2 separate regions of the Danio rerio genome follow, and region 1 is linked to region 2. A link is a contact called in public Micro-C data. All regions are on one chromosome and are shown on one strand. Each heading gives the region's core, a stretch centred on a gene start, on an enhancer-like site or on the middle of the called end of the contact. The rest is flanking DNA. Distances are from core to core; before and after follow the strand shown.

The links. Hi-C and Micro-C count contacts between places; a contact is called where the count stands out from the background.
Region 1: a contact with region 2 is called in a Micro-C map of caudal fin, with 4 times the contacts expected there. The contact joins two enhancer-like sites. A contact is called at or near these places in 3 of 18 Hi-C or Micro-C datasets (caudal fin, skeletal muscle and an unstated tissue).

Annotation. Positions count from the first base shown.
Region 1 is chr5:68,460,133-68,465,240 of GRCz12tu, forward strand. It overlaps abr (ABR activator of RhoGEF and GTPase), which reads left to right. Exons shown (of 23, transcript NM_001368694.1): 12 at 2,139-2,214; 13 at 4,143-4,247. Among named protein-coding and RNA genes, the nearest start is that of abr, 170 kb to the left of the region's middle. Within about 2 kb of position 2,314, at least 3 of the 62 cell types and tissues checked have an H3K27ac peak or open chromatin away from gene starts, as enhancers often do.
Region 2 is chr5:68,327,894-68,333,297 of GRCz12tu, forward strand. All of the region lies in intron 1 of abr (ABR activator of RhoGEF and GTPase), which reads left to right. Among named protein-coding and RNA genes, the nearest start is that of abr, 37 kb to the left of the region's middle. Within about 2 kb of position 4,043, at least 20 of the 62 cell types and tissues checked have an H3K27ac peak or open chromatin away from gene starts, as enhancers often do.

The sequences.
Region 1 (5,108 bases), core at 1,064-3,563, 130 kb after region 2:
ATAAGTTACAAATATAGGATGTAATGAAGACGACAACTTCCATGATTCCACACTCAGTCATGACCTCATCACATTTTGCCTTTTTTGTTGTCAATACGCACCCTCTAGTGTTGAAAATTACATACTGCGCCTTAAATTTACTCACCCTCAAGCCATCCAAGATGTTATTGACTTTTTTCATCTTCTTATTAATCTATTTATATATTTATTTTATGTATTTGTAATTAATTAATTAATTAATTAATTTTTACAGAACAACCCCTTCTCCAAAAATTTTACCACTTACAGATCAGGGAATAAAAATAATAATTAATATTATTAAATAAACGAATGAACGAATGAATGAACAAACGAACGAATACATGAATGAATAAATGAATAAATAAATAAATAAATGGATAAACAAATAAATAAAAATGAAGCAAAAATAAATAAATAAAAATGACTGCCATCACATATTCCTTAAAAAAAAACATGCACAGGCAAAACAAAATACAAGTGTATTTTCCTGATAAAGCAAAACAATCATTCTCTAAAGGCACCAACCATTATGTATACATTATATTAGATTTACTCCACAGCCTCTGCAAATGCCCCTGAACACATTTGCATCAGTCTGGAGCATATATACACAAACTTAATCTTACTTTATTTTAAAGGTTGCAATATGCAAGATAAGTTTGGTTCATTTTGATGAGCAATACATCATCTCTCCTACCCCCTCAGTACATAAACAGTGCTAGCTAAAGTTTGCATCTCTCATTATGCTGCAGGAAACACACTCCAAATTGCCAAGGCTGTGGATTATAGGTAATAACGCTGTAAATAATGTTCAGTTTCGTACACAGACTTATTGGTTCACATAACAAAGTCCCAATTTAATACAATGTGTCATAGTATACATTGTTATTTTCAAACTTAAAGCATTTTATGAGTCACCAATGCCAACTGTTACAAATTTAGTTAAAAAAATGTTCATGTTCTTCTGAAGAAAAGGCCACCAATGCCCTGAACGAGCTCAGAATGAGTGAATTAACATCCGATTTTCATTTTTTGTGTGAACTATATCTTACTTTATTGTTATTATTATTTATTATTATTATTATTATTATTATTATTATTATTTATGTTTTTTATTTATTTATAATTTTTTTCCCCAGTGATGGATTGCAGCTGAAAAGGCATCCCGTTCATTCCGCTGTGGCGACCACAGATTAATAAAGGGACCAAGACAAAAAGAAAATTGATGAATGTATTAATATTATTATTATTAATATTATTAACAATAAAATTAGCCATAATTGCATATTCAAAAATCCAATAAATATAAGCTGCGTCTCATTTCAGACTTCAAAGGTGAGTCCTTCGAAATCCACACAAGCTGAGTGTTATGAAATGAGATGATCTAGTCTACAGAAACAGATCTCGTCACCTAGCTGCCGTTAATAAGCTGTAATAAAATTTGTATTGATCTTTAAAATTTTAAATGATCTGAAGGCAAAGCAAGATTTACAAAAGCTGAAAATATATTTCCTTTGATCCATACATGTACACATAAAAATGTAAACAGTCTATAAAATCACCTTTTAATAAAACATGTCATACATTTTTTGCGTTTTAACATGTGTTTAAATATCCAAGCTAAATGAAACCTAATTTATACATTTAATCCGGAGTTTTCTTTTAAAAACGTCCTGCTGTTAACAGTGCACAATGAATCTTGGGATGTTCAAGGCTGCAAAGGACCCACCGGTTGTAATCACCCATTACCTGGGAAACTAAGGACACATTTTGAGGCTGGATTTGAAGGAGCTTTCAATTTTTTTGATATGAGACAGCCTTTGTCATGACGCAGTGCCCTTCAAATGCATCCTTCAGAAGATGCAGCCTCTGAAATGAGACACCGATATAGAGTTGGTGTTACAAAAGTGCACAAATAGAAACAACAAAACAAAAAAGATTGAGGGTAATAAATAAATAGATGAATGAATGAATGAATGATAAAAAGGAAAAGAAAAAATGAATTATCTTACTTTATGGTTGTACTTTTGTTGTTCATGGCTTACCAATAGAGGGAGACATTGTTATTCTTAAACTCACTGTTTTTCTCTCTCTCTCTCTCTCCTCGCTCTGTTCAGAGCTACCTGTTCCTGCTGTCCTCAGATTATGAGAGGTCGGAATGGAGGGAAAGCATTCAGAAACTGCAGAAGAAAGGTTAGATTACTTGTCCTATTTAAATACAGAATTGTTCTCCACTACAGCGGCACATTATCATTACAAAATGACACAATCCATAAGCCACTCCAGTACTGCTCAGTGTTTAAATCTATAGGTCTCCACTAGAGGGCCTTGTTTTGCAGGATTATTATTGTTTTCTATTATTATTTGCAAAATGTAATATTGAATAATTCTATGAGTATATCAAAGAGCATCACACTACTGAAAATGCAGTGCTGAAATCTTAGGTAATATTAATTTATTTGTGAATTTTGTTTGCACTTTAATTTAAGTGCCACTTTTTACTACTGGGTTATTACCAGTTTATTAAGATATTGTTTTATTTATTAAGTATATTTTTATTCTACATCCCTAATCCAACCCAATACCTAAACCTCTACTACTTTACTAATTAATAATAAGTAGCAAAATAGTACTTTATTGAGCTAAACGTCTTAGTTATTGGTTGTGGTCAAGAATTAAACCAGAAAGTTGGAGAAGCAAATAAGCTTTTTTTGGGAAAAAAAATCTATTTATTATGCACTTTAATCTTTAAAACTTTCCACAACTGCTACACTGCAAAAAAAAAAAAAAGAAAGAAAAGATAAGAAAAAGAAAAATCCTACTTATTGTTTTTGTCTGGTTTCTATCCACAAATTCTTAAATCAAGAAGCTTTTTTTTAGACAATAATAAAAAATTCTTGTTTTGAGAAATAATATGCCAAAATGAGTTTTTCCGGGCGAGGCAGTGGCGCAGTAGGTAGTGCTGTCACCTCACAGCAAGAAGGTCACTGGTTCGAACCTCTGCTCAGTTGGCGTTTCTGTGTGGAGTTTGCATGTTCCCCCTGCCTTCGCGTGGGTTTCCTCCGGGTTCTTCGGTTTCCCTTACAGTCCAAAGACGTGCGGTACAGGTGAATTGGGTAGGCTTAATTGTCTGTAGTGTATGAGTGTGTGTGTGAATGTGTGTGTGGATGTTTCCCAGAGATAGGTTGCGGCTGGAAGGGCATCTGCTGCGTAAAAACTTGCTGGATAAGTTAGCGGTTCATTCCGCTGTGGTGACCCCAGATTAATAAAGTGACTAAGCCGACAAGAAAATGAATGAATGAGTTTTTCCATAACCATTTAACTTCCCCACCAATAAAAAATTTGATTGCATTTCTTAACTGCTAATGCCACTAGTTATCACACACAATACATTTTGTTTTTCAACACATCCCATAGTTTCTAAAATATTGACCAAATGGTTGATGTGTCAGTTTATGGTAAATGTACCGGAATTAATACATTTACTATAAAAAATCTGAAAATATGAAGTGTAAGACCATTTTTGTTTTCTTAAATATATATAAAAAAAAAAACATTTTCAAGTATGCCATAAAATATTTTAGATTCTCATTTAACATGTTTTCTTGTTTTTTTCTTGTTATTTATTATTATATTTTTTTTACAATAAAACCCAAATCAAGTGTAGTAGTGCAACACCATCATTTTTGTTTGATTTTTAAATTTTTTTTTTTTGTAAGCCAACAATGCTGTGCGTGTAAACCATTATATAACAGTCATTCTTTAAATGAATTTAACAGTATTTAAAACAGACGAAATATGGTCAAGCATTTGGTAGAGCAGGCAGTCAAAGGGTTAAGACAAGCAAAATAATCTGCTAGTGGGGTAAGCAAAATAATGTTGTTTTTCCTTTTGATAATAGATTATTTTGCTTGTCTTAAGAAAAAAATCACAAATTTTTGTGTAATTCCTAAAACAAGACAATATTTTTTGCTAGTCTAGAAAACGCTTCTTGATTTTATAGTAAGAAAAGAAGTAAAAAGGTAATAAAAGTTTTTTTTTTTTCAAAAAGCATAGCAGTGTCACTAAAATGATAATATCACAGCTGTGTTTAGTTCATAGTGTGTGTTTGTGTGTTTCAGACCTGCAGGCATGTGTGTTGAGTTCAGTAGAGCTGCAAGTGTTAACCGGCTCATGTTTTAAACTCAGAACTGTTCACAACATCCCCGTCACCAGCAACAAAGATGGTAAGAGACACATATGTTTACTGGAACAGCTCTCTGATTACTGATGTAGTGCTTTTGACAGAAGTTACTGTAGTACAGAGTAGCAGTGATATCAATTTTTTCAGAATTTTTTCAACACATTTTTAAACATAATAAACATAATAGTTTCAATAATTCATTTCTTTTATCTTTGTCAAGCTTAACAGCACATCATATATTTTTTTTTAAGTATTTCGCAAGATACTAGTGTTCAATTTAAAGTACAACTTAAAGGCTTAACTTTAAGCTTAACTTTTTTGGTTAACTAGTTAGGTTAGTTTATTTATGCAAGTCAAGGTGTTTGTTCTGTGGCCATTTGGGAAAAATAGATCCTAACTGTCACCATAGACATGAAAACGACATGTTCGATTTAAATAATTGCCAGTCTTCAAACTTTTGGTGCATAAATTTACCCTAGGTCTCATTTTAAAGAAGACACTTGTCTTATTGTAGCTAAAGTGAAGCTAAGTTTAAGAAGTTAGAAAAATTAAAAGGTTATGGAAAAATAAAACAATACATTTATTGTTTAAAAATTACATGAAGTAAGTATTTTAGAAAATAAGTTTTAGCCCAAATGTCAGAGACAATCAAAGCTAAATATCTAAATAATTTATATTCCAAATATAAAGTTAGTATCTTACAAAACGAGCTTTCAGTAAAATTTTGTTTGGCTGCAGTACCAAACATGACCACCAGATGGTCTATTTCTATGTATGTTTTGAAAAACATGAACCATATATATATTTTTTATATATATACTTTTGACAATTTGTGTAAAGTATGCATACAATTCTAAAGTAGTATGGGCAGCTTGGTGGTATTTCATTTGAATTTTGCCTCTTA
Region 2 (5,404 bases), core at 2,793-5,292:
GTAAACATATAAGGGGTCAGGCTTTTGTTGATGGTTTCACTTTTGTTTAAAGCTTTAGCACTGTCTGTGCTCCGCGTCTCACGTCTCAAACGCCACCGCATGTTCACAGCGTATCAGGATTGCCTTCTGAGGCGCAAGTCATTTATTAAATAAAGAAAAGATTGACGCAGCTTCTCCTACTGCAGCAAATTCCGTTTTTACTGTTGATATTTAGTGCCAGTTAATTAGGAAGTGACGATTTTGTCCTCTTTGACTCGCATGTTTTTTGTGCGATAATCCAGTTTTGCGCATAAAGTTCATTTGCAGTTTTGGATGGAAACAGCTTGTGAAGGGGAAGTGCTTCAAAATTTTACCCCTAAGAAATGGGAAACCACTACAACACCTGCACGTCATCATATGTCATCGCGATTTACTACTTCATATGATTTTTTTCGGTATTTATCTTCAGAAAATCACTGAAGGCAACGATATTATGTTATTATAACGATATAATGTGGCAATAAGTTTGTAACTGTAATGTGCATTTACACAGCGGCCATATATTTATCTATGTAAGCACAAGCAAAGAACATTAACATTATACCAGATATTGTAAAAAGCTCATTTCCAGCCACTAGACGTTTCTGACATTGTATCAAGTGTATCAAAGTTGTGGGACTGCTATAAAGGTGTTATTGAGGATTATAGATTTAAAATAATTTTTCTTTAAAAGCATGACGGTAAAACACTAGCGCGTTAACATATTAAAACATATGCTTGTTTGTTGTAAAAATTTGTAATAATGACAAAAAAAATACTAATTTGTGGATCTGCTTGCTTCCGTGTGCAGCCATGCTGCTATTGTGGCTGGTGTATTCTGGGAAATTTTCTCACCCCTTGGTTTTGAGTGTAGTCTTAAAAAAAAAACCTCAGTATCTAGCCCTTCCCCTAAAGGCTGATTTACACTTCTGTGTCAAACACCGGCGTATGCTACGGCGCTGACGCATAGCCCTTCGCCGTGGCCGTCACTGACGTGCACCTCTCAAAAAAATTAACTACACGTTTCAACAACGTGTAGCGCAAGCTCTGTGATTGGTCGGCTTGGTAGCGCTGACGAGTCGGGGCAGGACCGAGAGCCGCGCAAATTTCGCGAGCCCGATGTAGCGATTGTTTACAAGTGTGGAGTCCCGTGAAGGAGCTCCGGATGGAAAGTTTTGTTTTGTGTTTACCTCATAGTTAAAGTTGTTGCACGTCCGCCGGTTTCTGCCTCAAAATGAGCGAGTTTGAGTCACTTGTACAACCAGGAAGTGTTCAGGAAACGCAAAACAGAAGCGAAGAAACTCGACACAGAGGAACATTTACACCTCACTGCCAACTAGTGTTTCGGAAGTGTTAATGCAGACCAACAGAGACAGCGCACAGAAGTATAAATGTACAGCTGCGCGCGTTGCCTGCGCTGTGAGTTACGCCGGTCACTTGACGCAGAAGTATAAACCAGGCTTTAGCCCTACGCCTTCAAGCTAAAGAGAATGAAGACACCCTTACCCCTTCACGTGATTGCACAAAATGACGGTAGGGGTAAGGGGTATAGGGCTAAGGAGTTTAATTGGGATTGAGTCTTTGTTTCTGTTCTGACTGATTTTTGTTTGTTTGATGTTGCTGCTAAAGTTTAATGTTAATTTTTATTAACTAAAGTTCATTTTATTTATAATTGTGTAGTTTTATAATAGTGAAGTTTGTTTTTCTTTATTTTGACTTTTCCTTTTTGTATTACATTTATTGAGGCTTTTATAGCTGTCAATATATTGTTTGTTGACCATAATAATGAACCAGAATTTTTATTATCCGCACACTCATCAGTTTAATTAAAATTTGTTGTAGTTTATATGAACATTTTAATAATGAGTGTGTCTTTGTGTGTAATATGATTCTTCTCTGTGCCAAATTTGTGTAGCACATCACTCTTTTACTAGCCCCTGTTGTGTTTAATGATGTCCTGTTTGGCCTTCATCCAGAAACAAAGAAAGAACTGTGTGTGTGTGTGTGTGTGTGTGTGTGTGTGTGTGTGTGTGTGTGTGTGTGTGTGTGTGTGTGTGTGTGTGTGTGTGTGTGTGTGTGTGTGTGTGTGTGTGTGTGTGTGTGTGTGTGTGTGTCTGAGTGTGTGAGTGTCTTATGCTAGATCCATATTTGATGAACTGCTACTTATCTCTGCCTTACACACATGTAAGCACACAAACACACACACATAAGGACTTCTGCCTGTGTTTTTTCTGAGTGTTTGACCTATATTATTCTGCCTTTGTTTTAAGGTTCTGTCACTTTTAATAGTCTCATGGGCCAACACAAGTGGATGGAGCAGAGATGGCTTTGTGCTCGCGTGAAGCGCACACGTTTACATGCCCACATGAACACAGACTTGGCAAGAGACAGAGCTTTAATAGGCGGTCTTTAGGGTGTTTTCTGAGGGTCTGACTTCAATCGACCTCTGGCGAGACATTAGACTGCATGTTTATGAGTATATGCGCATTATAAGTGTTTAAGCAGGTGATCTGAAATGCTCAACATCACAGATTCATACGCAAACTGTATGTATTTTTGTCTTAAAAATTATATATATATATATATATATATATATATATATATAATTTTTTTTCCCCTTGTGTTAGTTTTTGGTGTTGCATTTTTGGTTGTTGGTTTGTTTGTTTTAGTTTTGTTAGTTTTGTTTAGTTCTATCGTGGCCTATATTTTATTGTTTCTGATGTCCTGTTTTAGTTGCTTGCTTAATGTTTGTTTTTTTGTTTTCTGTTTGTGTTAACATTTTTTGTTGTGTTTTTGTTTGACTTTTTTGTTATTTATGGGATGGTCTGTTGTTTTTTGTTTTGTCGATATAGCCATTTAGATTTTTTTGTGTGTGTGGCTTGTGGTTTTATTCATTCATTTATTTGTTTTTTTGTTTGTTTTTTGTTTGTATGTTTGTTCATATTAAATGGATTTCAGGGCATTTGATTTGATTCAGTTCTTGATTTAATTCAGTGATTATATAAGTTTTTTATAAATGCTATTGATTTTATATATATATATATGTGTGTGTGTGTGTGTGTGTGTGTGTGTGTGTGTGTGTGTGTGTGTGTGTGTGTGTGTGTGTGTGTGTGTGTGTGTGTGTGTGTGTGTGTAAAATATTATTTTGGACATCTGAATGCAGTTATACACTTCCCTACAAATCATCCCAATCAAAATAAAATCATGATTTTTTTCCCAAATAGAGTCATCTTTGATTTTGACTTTGAAGTTATATTCATATCGCAATATATCACAGAAAAACGAAATATTGCAATGTCAGTTTTTTCCAATATCCTGCAGCTCTAATACAGTATATACACTTAAGCTGCTGTGCTGTCACTTTAAGATGTACATGAAAAAATTTAATTAATTAATTAATTAATTAAACTTAGACACGACTGTGATGGTTTGTTTACATGAATACTCAGCAAGATGTGCATTTCAGGAGCTTCTGGTGCTTGCACTGAAGAAAGACGCCTGTCAGTCTCTTTCACATTTTAATGACTCATCAGATGTCATTATATGGCTGTCTGCATGGATGTTTGCAAATAAACTGTACAGAGAAATCGATGTCAGTTGACATTATAGATTGCTCAGCCCTACCACATTTCCTTTGATGTACTCTAGTGCGTTACACACTTTCAAAACCCCCAAAATACTGAATATAGAACTGAAAATTTTAATACGCAATTTTCGAATATTAATATTGAACCGACCACTTTAAAAACTCAATAAAATAATACATTTTTTGTTTGTCCAGCCCTAGTGTTTGTTTGTGTGTGTGTGTGTGTGTGTGTGTGTGTGTGTGTGTGTGTGTGTGTGTGTGTGTGTGTGTGTGTGTGTGTGTGTGTGGATAGTGCTCTTTGTGTTGGGTTTAGTGCCGGCAGCTTGCTGTGAGGGGGGGATCCTTTGTGTCCTAATTGAAGTTGTTCAGTCTGGCTTATCACAACCCCTGCCCCGAGTGATTGTGCATGTGTGTGTGTGTATGTGTGTGGGGGATGGTTTTTGGGGGCCGAGGGCTGCCTTTTTATTGGGGTTCCTTGTTGCCCAAGGCGTGAGGCATGAAGTTCATAATCCCTGTGTCTCTCTCTCTCTCTCTCTCTCTCTCTCTCAGTTAATTGGCATCTTTATCAGTGTTATGTAGGGTGGGCTTGTAAACATTGATTTCATTGTTATATCCTGATGGGGTGAGATGTGTCTTGTGAAGTAAGCAGTGCTTTGTAGTTCAGAGGGATTCATTAAGGTGTGTTAATGAAGGAGCATGATACGTGTATTAAAATGTTTGTAGCTGTGGATCATTTTTAATTAGAGCTACTCAGATATTAGTAGCTATGTTTTGGTTAAGTGGGATGCAGCAGTGGTCAGTGATGGTTAGCTGATAATTGTCATTCTTTTCTCTTTGTTTGTTTGTTTGTTTGTTTGTTTGTTTGTTTGTTTGTTTCTTTCTTTCTTTCTTTCTTTCTTTCTTTCTTTCTTTCTTTCTTTCTTTCTTTCTTACAGTTCAGTTCAATTCAATAAAGCAGAGACTTTAAATATTACAAAATGTTTATTCTTTTAAATTTTTACTTTTTTATCAAAAGTAAACCTAAAAAACTTTTTAAATGTTTGTATTATTGTTATTATTATTATTATTTATTATTATTATTATTATTATTATTATTATTACTATTACTATTATTATTATTATTATTATTATTATTATTATTATTATTATTATATTATTTTTTATTATTTTATAATTATCATTACTATTATTATTATATTACTATTTATTATTATTATTATTATTATATCATTATTATTATTATATTATTATTTATTATTATTATTATTATTATTATGTATTTTATCTTGTGTATTATTTGTTGTTGTTGATGTTTTTTATTGTTATAATTTTTTATTATTTTAAAAAATAGTTGTAAATTGTTGCGAATTTAATTAGTTTTTTGTCTTTCTGTTGATTAAAAGTCAAACATTTAAAAGATGCATCTTTTTTGTAATATAACTTTTATGTGACAATTTTTTGTTAAAAAGCTAAAGTTTTAATATTAATAAATGATTACAGAGAAGCAATTTCAAAGGATTTCTGAAGGATCACGTGACACTGAACACTAGAGTAATGATGCTGAATATTCAGCTTCGCTATCGCTGAAACACCAGACATAAATTATTCAGAACAGATCAAGAAACAGAAATCAGAATTATAAGCCCCTATAAAATTATTGTATAAAATTGTAAAGGTGGACGTTTCTGGGGACCGTGAAATGCATCCTGGGAGGTACATATTTTTGCAGTTTTTTGTTTTAGCCAATCAACGAGAGACTGTTTTGTGCTTTTCTTTCGTATCTTAAATTTGTCTCACGAG